Linked DNA regions of Mus musculus: region 2 is linked to region 1. The links are chromatin contacts, called in public Hi-C maps. All regions are on one chromosome and are shown on one strand. Each heading gives the region's core, a stretch centred on a gene start, on an enhancer-like site or on the middle of the called end of the contact. The rest is flanking DNA. Distances are from core to core; before and after follow the strand shown.

Region 1 (3,789 bases), core at 463-2,962:
CCCTGTCTCCAAAAAAAAAAAAAAAAAAAAAAAAAAAAAAAAAAAAAAGTGTTTTGGCTTGGTTTGCTTATTTATGTAAGAAATCACTGCTCAAGAATGAATGGAAGGGGTTGGGGATATGGCTTAGTGGTTAAGAGCACTGACTGCTCTTCCAAAGGTCCTGAGTTCAAATCCCAGCAACCACATGGTGGCTCACAACCATCTGTAATGAGATCTGACACCCTCTTCTGGAGTGCCTGAAGATTGCTACAATGTACTTGCACATAATAAATAAATAAATCTTTAAAAAAAAAAAAAAAAGAATGAACAGAAGGGGCAGGAGACTAAGTTGAAAACAGGCTAGCTTTCCCAAGGTATCTTTGCACCAGAGAAATGGGCTGCAAGTGTGAAAACTTCAGACCACGCGAGTGGCGAGTGCCTCCATATGGACTCCACAGTGGATAGAGGACCTGAAGGAACCTTGTGCTTATAGCTGGATGGGGCAGTTCCCATGGTCCTCTGCTGCCTCCCCCTGGAGAGGGCAGGAAGGGAGTTCTGCCCTCCTTCCAGCCGGATGCAGCTTGCTTTCTCTTCCTCATACCTGCCCCACCCAGCTCCTGGAGTTCAGACACTGGATTAAGGATCGCCAGAGAAGCAGACATGATTGAGATGAGAGGGCAGAAGGAAAGAAAGGGAAGGAGAGAGGCATTGATTTATTGCTGTGAAGGATTGGCTCACAGATCATGGAAGCTGAGAAGTACCAAGATCTGTCGCTAGGAGCTGTCACAGTAGAGCATAGTCTTAGTCCTGAGAACGACAGGTGGGAGTCCTGGTGGGAGGCTGAACCAGCAATGCCACCTCCTAGGGCAGGAGGACAAGCAGAGCTTGGTCTTCTGCTCTTTGTTCAGTGGATTGGATGCTGCCCCTCACCTGAGTGATGGCAGATCTTCCTTCTAGAAGCCGAATGACCAAAAGTGAACATTCTCCTGGGAACACCCTCACAGACATATCCAGAAATAACATTTTATTTATTTTTTTTTTTGTCACATCACACACACAGACGAGACAGACAGAGAACTTAGATATACCCAGCCTTAATGCTCATATGACAGATCCTGGAGTAGGGACTAGTGGAGGGTGGGGGTTGGAAGGTGGAGTGCACCGTGGGAGGTTGGTATGGATTGGGCAGGGAGAACTCAGTCTAGACACTCGTTCAAAGTCTTAAAAACACTTGAGGAGCAAGAGAGTGGGCAAGCATAAAGAGGGAGACTTATTAAGTAGAGAGTCTGAACAGGGGGCCTCCTAGGGGGGAAAGACAGGGCAAGGAGCTCCTCTCAGAATCCTATAGTCAGGCCTTAACCATCTCTGATCTGAGTGAGGGGTGGGCTGGCTCAGGCCTCCAAGGGCACCCTGAGAAGGAGGCCATGAGAATGGTTCATCTTTCTTCCTGTTGGTCAGTGGATAGGGCAGGCAGAGCCTGGGCTGCAGGTCTTCACTTCCACTTCCTCTTCTGAAGTCTAGAGTCGCTCAGACTCAGTCATTGTCTGATGAAACCACGCTACCACACAGAAGTTCGCTACACGCTCCCAAGTGTGTGAAGGAGATCAGACTAAAACATCTGTACCTCACCCCACATCCAGGACTCAGGGGAAGAAGGGTCAAACCAGTGATGTGGCTTCCTGCCCCTGGCTTGGTGTTCTGAGTCTGGTCTTAGAACCTCTTGTCCTTTGGTAGCATTTAAGGTCAGAGTAGGTGGGAGGGTAGATGCGTTGACCGTGGGAGGCCTGCCTCTGTCCCTATCTTTGCCCTGCCAGTTCTCAGTGCCCTTTGGAAGTTTATAGTCATATAAATCGCAGAGTCCCATACCAGGCTTAGAGCCTGTGACTATAAATAGACATGAAGTAAACAAGGTGGCAGATGCAGGGGCTTGGGACAAGACAGAAAATCTGCCCCTCTTCGCTTGGTCAGGGGCCAAGGCACATCCGTGGAAAGGGATAGCTTCTCTCTTCACCTCTCTTCCCCTGACTGCTGGCTTCTGGCTGCCCATGACTCTGGGCTTCTAGTCCTTTCTCTCTGGGGAATATCATCCAAGGCGATTTTCCGCTCCAAGTCTCCCTACTGGCTTGTTCGGTTTCATCTTGGCAAGTCAAGAGGACGGTGGGGTGTCTCCATTACTCTCACTACCCCCGCCCCAACACTCACATGCTGGCTCCTTCCACCTGCTTCATACTCTGTACCCAGTTCCTCTAACAAGTCTAAAAAGGTGTTGCCCCTGCTAACCACAGCTCTACCACCAGGGGTGCCCGGATTCCTCCTCTGCTCTAACAGCGGAAGGGATGTTAATGCTCTCAGGCAGGCAACTTACTAAGAAAACTGGAGAAAGGAAACACAGAATCTCACTTCCTAGCCAATATTCCTTGCCCAAGTACAGATCATAATAGCACACAGATTTCCTGCCATTGAGATTGACTGACAGCTGCCTTGTTAATTGGAGTTTCTTCCCATCACTCCTGGGCTTTGGCGCTGGATCCCAGGGCAGAGACAATTTAGGTGGCACTGCTTGGTGATTCTAGCCTGCCTTTCTTCAGTCCCACAGCTGGGCTGATTTACTGCTCTGCACTTGTCCTGGTCACAGCAGTTCCTCGACTCCAAGTGTCCCTTGAGAGATTTCAGGCTTCACTCACTTTCAGTACAATTAACTGTCTTTGTCCATCTCAGAAGTCTGAATATTCAGCCCTGAAATAGCTTTACTCCTTCCCAAGTCCAGCTCTCCAAACACTATAGAAATTAGAACAGGCCAGACAGTGGTGGCACACTCCCTTAGTTCCAGAACTTGAGAGGCAGAGGCAGGTGGATCAAGGACAAACCTGGTCTACAGAGCATGTTCCAGGACAACCAGGACTACGAAGAAATTAGAACTGGAATGTAGTATTTTCCTTTTCCAGGTAAAGAACCTAAAAGCAGAGAGGCTCAGTGCCAATCACAGTGAAACAGCTAACAGCATCCTTGATGACAAGGCTCATGCCCAGGCTGGGAGTATTTCTCTGTAAAGCTGGGATCTTTATCCAGACCTTCAACCTCCCAGCTCCTGGCAACTTTCTTTCATCCCGAGAAACAGCATAGCTGCTTTCATGGGTCCCTTATCCTCTGAACCCAGTCTCCCGCCGTCCGTCCACTTAAGCAGGGAAAGGGAAGAGAGGGGTTCTGAGCTTCTGTGAATGTGAATGTATGTTTCTCTGCTTCCAGCTCTTTCCAAAGCCCATTCCCTGAATCATCTGATAGCTTGTTGGGCAGATGATCCTGAATCACATCCTGGAAGTCTATCTTCATAAGGCCTGGAGAAATGGGAGTTATCTCTCCCCTGTGGGACTCCGCTCTTTCTCCTCCAAAATGTCAAGTTCCTAATTTGTTTATTTTTGAGTCAGGATTTTATGTAGTCCAGGCTGGCCCCGAAAGCACTGTGCACCCAAAGATATCCTTGAACTTCTGATCTCCGACCTTCACCTGAGATGAGCAAGTGTGCATTTGTGTTAGTATCCAACCTAGGTCTTCATGTGTGCTAGCCAAGCCCTCTATTAACTAAGTTACAGCCCCAACCCCGAGTTTCCTAATTTGATTGGCACAGAAAAACCAAAACTGCTTTAAAAGTGATAGCACCTGTGTCCTAGATGTGCACACACTCACTGTACATATGCACTGTGCTCTCAGCCCCAGTCTGTTTGAGAGGTCTTAGTCTGCTCCTGCTGCTATAACAAAATGTAAGTCACTAAAAATTATTCCCCACACTGTTCAAGGCTAGCAGAAGACTCA
Region 2 (4,044 bases), core at 1,211-3,710, 170 kb before region 1:
ACGCCTGCACAGTGACTGGAGACTGGGAGATCGTTCATGAAGATTCTTGGATGGGTCTGGACTTTTGAAAATCAATTCTCTTTTGAACTTGATTTGAATTTGATCAATTTTAACACAGACTAAGATCTCTGTGGACACTTGCTTTATCAATGGTATGTACTACTTCAGGCTTCTGTTATACAACAAATGTGTTATCAATCTGTTAATCTGTTTTGTTTCAAATCTTTTGAGACAAAAAGTCATACACAAGCAGAGTGAGTGTATTCCACATTAGCTTGACAAGTATACACTCTAACCAATAAGTCGCTTTATTGTGTATTTCTGAAAACTGTGGTAACAAACAGGTGAGTCCTGAATTTCATTCCTGGCTTCTTTACACAGTATTATACTTCTGAGATTCCCCAATCACACTGGCCCTGATGATACAATTACACCTTGCTGTGTCCACCACAAAGCTAAGCTAAGGTCTGTCAGAAGGGCCTCCATGAAGACTTGCTCTTGTGGAACAGTATATTAGAGAAGCCTGTTAACATGTAGTTTAAAACTCAGAAGAAACTGTGAACAGCTGAAATGCCTTATAAATAGCACAGACCCAGAGGAAGTGCAAACGTCTGCACTGTGAATTGTAGATCTTAATTACCGACAATGGCTGGTACAGCAAGTAGCACGGAAAAAAAGTGAAACAGTTGCACTGTTCATGGTTGGCAATAATTCTTCAGGAAAATATTTACTATCAATCAGTTATGAGAAAAGGGACTCTGTGCTCGTAAAACAGCACGTTGCTTCTCATACCAGGACCATTTTGCTTCAGCATAATCTGAATTTAAACAGCTTGTTTCCTGCGGATATAATTTTGGAAATAAATAAAACAAGTCTTCTATCAAAATCTGGAGTGAGTGGGAAGGAACATCACATTTTTCTGTCTCGGTTTCAAACAGATTATTATCTCAAATAAAAGCCAGTAATAACAAAATAACAACAACAACAACAACAGATACAGAATGTATACAAGACCACCGAATGGGCTTATTCCAAACAAAGACAGAACTACCCCTGTCTAGGCCAGGAATCAAGGTAGAAGTATTTGAACAACTCAATTTTAACTATACATGTTTATGGAACGGGTGTGGGATATAAAGGTAAATTATGGAAAAGCCTCAAACCAAAATTTTCTGTGGTACATCAATAAAGTCAATAGAAAGATAACATAAAAATTAATGTTCTTAGTTTTCTTTCATAATTAAAAAACATGAAGGTTGACAATTAGGTACGATGTGATTATAGATTTGAGAGACTGAGTTGACAGTAATGACTGTCCATTTAAAGCTACAATAAATACAGAGCTCATCATCTCCAGACGAGTGTCCTAACTCCAGCACTGTGAGCAGACAGAAGGCTCTAAACTCAACGAGCTAGGCACGGTGGGGCACCCCTCTAATCCCAGCACAGGTGGGTTTCTGTGGGTTCAAGGCCAGAATGGTTCGCACAGCCAGGGTTACCCGAGACAAACAGACAGACAGACAGAAAAAGTAAACTATATACAAGACACTTCATGGCTTCAAATATTATCCGGAGCACTCCCCACTTTTAGTTTTAAATATTTTCTTGACCCTTTTTCCGGCAAGCTAAGATTCAGGAGACTGCTGTGAAGGTAACTTATGAAACAGCTGTGCTTTCTTACATTTTATAGCAAATTAAGGGGAGTGCCCTTTCCATACGGAAACTGCAAAACTAGAGTACCCAACAGAGGAGAGCTATATACAAAATAAGGTTCGTTTCTGCTTTTGAGAAGAACCAATACCTTCTGTAAAATGCAAACAAGCAATATTTAATAAAAAGGCTATAATTAGTACTTATACCTAAACCAAAATATGGACCTGCAGGCCACACTGGAGCACAATCTGAATCAGTAGCAGACAAACCATTACTAAGAAGTAAAGGTGAGGAAAAAGAAATAAAAAATGTTTAAAGATCCACAAACATAACTTTGAGTCATTTCTTTCAAGGGTCAAGCAGTAACTGAGGCCCAGAGAGACAGCATGAAATCACGAGACAGACAGAGCATGTTTAGCAGGGAGAGAGGACAACTCTCATTGGGGCCATGCTATTGTACTGTGGTAAACATTTTTTTCAGTTATGTATTTTTATCTGACAATCTGTCTCAAATCTGAAGCAATGAACTAGAAGACAGGATGTGGGCCAATAAGGAGAAGCAGGAAGTTGGTTGTGTTCCAACTGGAAATTATAGAAATCATTATTCAATTAGAGTGGTTAAGGGGACAATGAGAGAAAATAGGTGTCAGAATAATGTTAAGACAGGCAGGAATGGGAGGAGAAGGTCACCATCTGGGAGCAAGGAGACAGACATGATGAGCAGCAATGAGCAAACATTTCCTCACTCAAGAGCACGGAAGAAATTACACCACTGTGCCAGATGCCAGAAGATTTCTAACTGCACTACTCAAGTAGAGGGTAGAAAAAGAAACAACCCCACCCCCACACGGTAGAGACACACAGCAACGCGGCTAAGGAGTTCAGAAACACTGGCTTACCAAGTAGAGAAAAACAAAAGGAACAGATGCTCAGTTGGCCAGCTCTCAAGGAAACTCATTAAATTGTCGCCCTGTCTTTGGGTTGGTGCTCATGTTAAGACTTTGCCTTTGCCTTGTTTAGCAGCAGGAACCCACTTGTGACGAAAGCGAGAGCAGCGTGCACAAGCGTGAAAGCACACTTTCTCCACCCAGTCCCCACCCGGGGTCCAAGTGGCACCTGCAAGCTGTTACTAAGGAACTGAAATTTAAATCTAATTTACATTAATCCTCATTTTTGTAGCAAATTAAGATGTGGACTCAATACACAATTGATGAACCTACCTTTTGCTGCTATAATTTAAAATAAATCTGACATTACTCATATGGCTAATTCCAATGGCTATGTGTAATATGTTTTCAGCTAATAAAGCAGGGTTAAGAGATTACTATATGTTTTAGGAAATAGAATAAAAATTATTATTGCTACTATGTAACAATTTGATTGTGTTCCCCTCTAACCACCTCGTGTATGAGAACAGAGTCCTCAGGAACAGTTAGCAGAAGATCCAGGAGAGCTTGGCACTCCTTCCATCCTGAGACTACTCATAGCAAGGCTCCGTCTACCAAGATGTGAACTTTTAAGTAGACATTGAATCTATTGTCACAATCATATAAAAATTATTTTTATAAGCTACTGTTTATATTTTGTTGTAGTAACCCAAAAGAAATAAGATAGCTTTTCTTGAATTTTATAAGATAGAGTTCACATGATAGAAACAAAGTCTTACCTCTAATAGTAAATAAAAAAGAATAGATTAAGCTGAAATTTGGAAAAAATTGCAAAACAACAAAATCCTAAATGGTAATAAAGATGTTTTTTTTAAGAAAAACAGAAACAATGCCTGTGTACCATGCACATGCAGTGTTTATATTGGCCACAAGATGAAATTGGATCCCCTGAACTGTAGTTACAGATGGTTGTAAAGCCACCATGTGGGTGCTGGGAATTAAACCTGGATCCTGTACAGGATCAACCTGTGATCTTAACTACTGAGCCATCTCTTCAGCTCTGAAGATTTTAATTTGAAATATTATTTTTGTATCTAGAGATATAGCACATATTTATACATGAAAGACTTAGGCCATATGGACAGATAAAAACAGTTTTTCATTCAAAATCAAATGTGACATCTCTTTTGGTTTTGGTTTTTGGAGACAGGGTTTCTCTATGTAGCCCTGGCTGTCCTATAACTTGCTTTGTAGACCAAGCTGGCCTCTGCCTTCCAATGGGCTTAAAGGCATATACAGCTATGCCTGGCCAAGTAACAGTGGCACAACATAACTGGATCTCTGCTCAAGCTGTCAGCGTCAGTCTATCTCCAGAGCACTACGCCCACTCTTAGGGAGGCCAGCCATAGTGGTGCTTGTCTTTAATCTCAGTACTCGAGAGGCAGAGGCAGGCCGATCTTTGAGTTCAAGGCCAGTCTGGTCAACTTCGTGAGCTCTAGAACAG

The links. A called contact is a pair of places that touch in the nucleus more often than the background predicts.
Region 2: a contact with region 1 is called in a Hi-C map of the G1E-ER4 cell line, with 1.9 times the contacts expected there. The contact joins two enhancer-like sites. A contact is called at or near these places in 4 of 484 Hi-C or Micro-C datasets (the G1E-ER4 cell line, the N1E-115 cell line, liver and 1 more) and 12 of 115 datasets of contacts at active chromatin or transcription factors (the 230-238 cell line, acute myeloid leukemia, a beta-TC-6 cell line and 8 more).

The regions. Positions count from the first base shown.
Region 1 is chr19:45,305,849-45,309,637 of GRCm38.p6, reverse strand. No RefSeq gene overlaps it. Among named protein-coding and RNA genes, the nearest start is that of Gm29595, 4.4 kb to the right of the region's middle. Within about 2 kb of position 1,712, at least 57 of the 459 cell types and tissues checked have an H3K27ac peak or open chromatin away from gene starts, as enhancers often do. A contact at or near this core is called in the G1E-ER4 cell line, where this site is marked.
Region 2 is chr19:45,471,412-45,475,455 of GRCm38.p6, reverse strand. All of the region lies in intron 4 of Btrc (beta-transducin repeat containing protein), which reads right to left. Among named protein-coding and RNA genes, the nearest start is that of Gm19639, 70 kb to the left of the region's middle. Within about 2 kb of position 2,460, at least 80 of the 459 cell types and tissues checked have an H3K27ac peak or open chromatin away from gene starts, as enhancers often do. A contact at or near this core is called in the G1E-ER4 cell line, where this site is marked.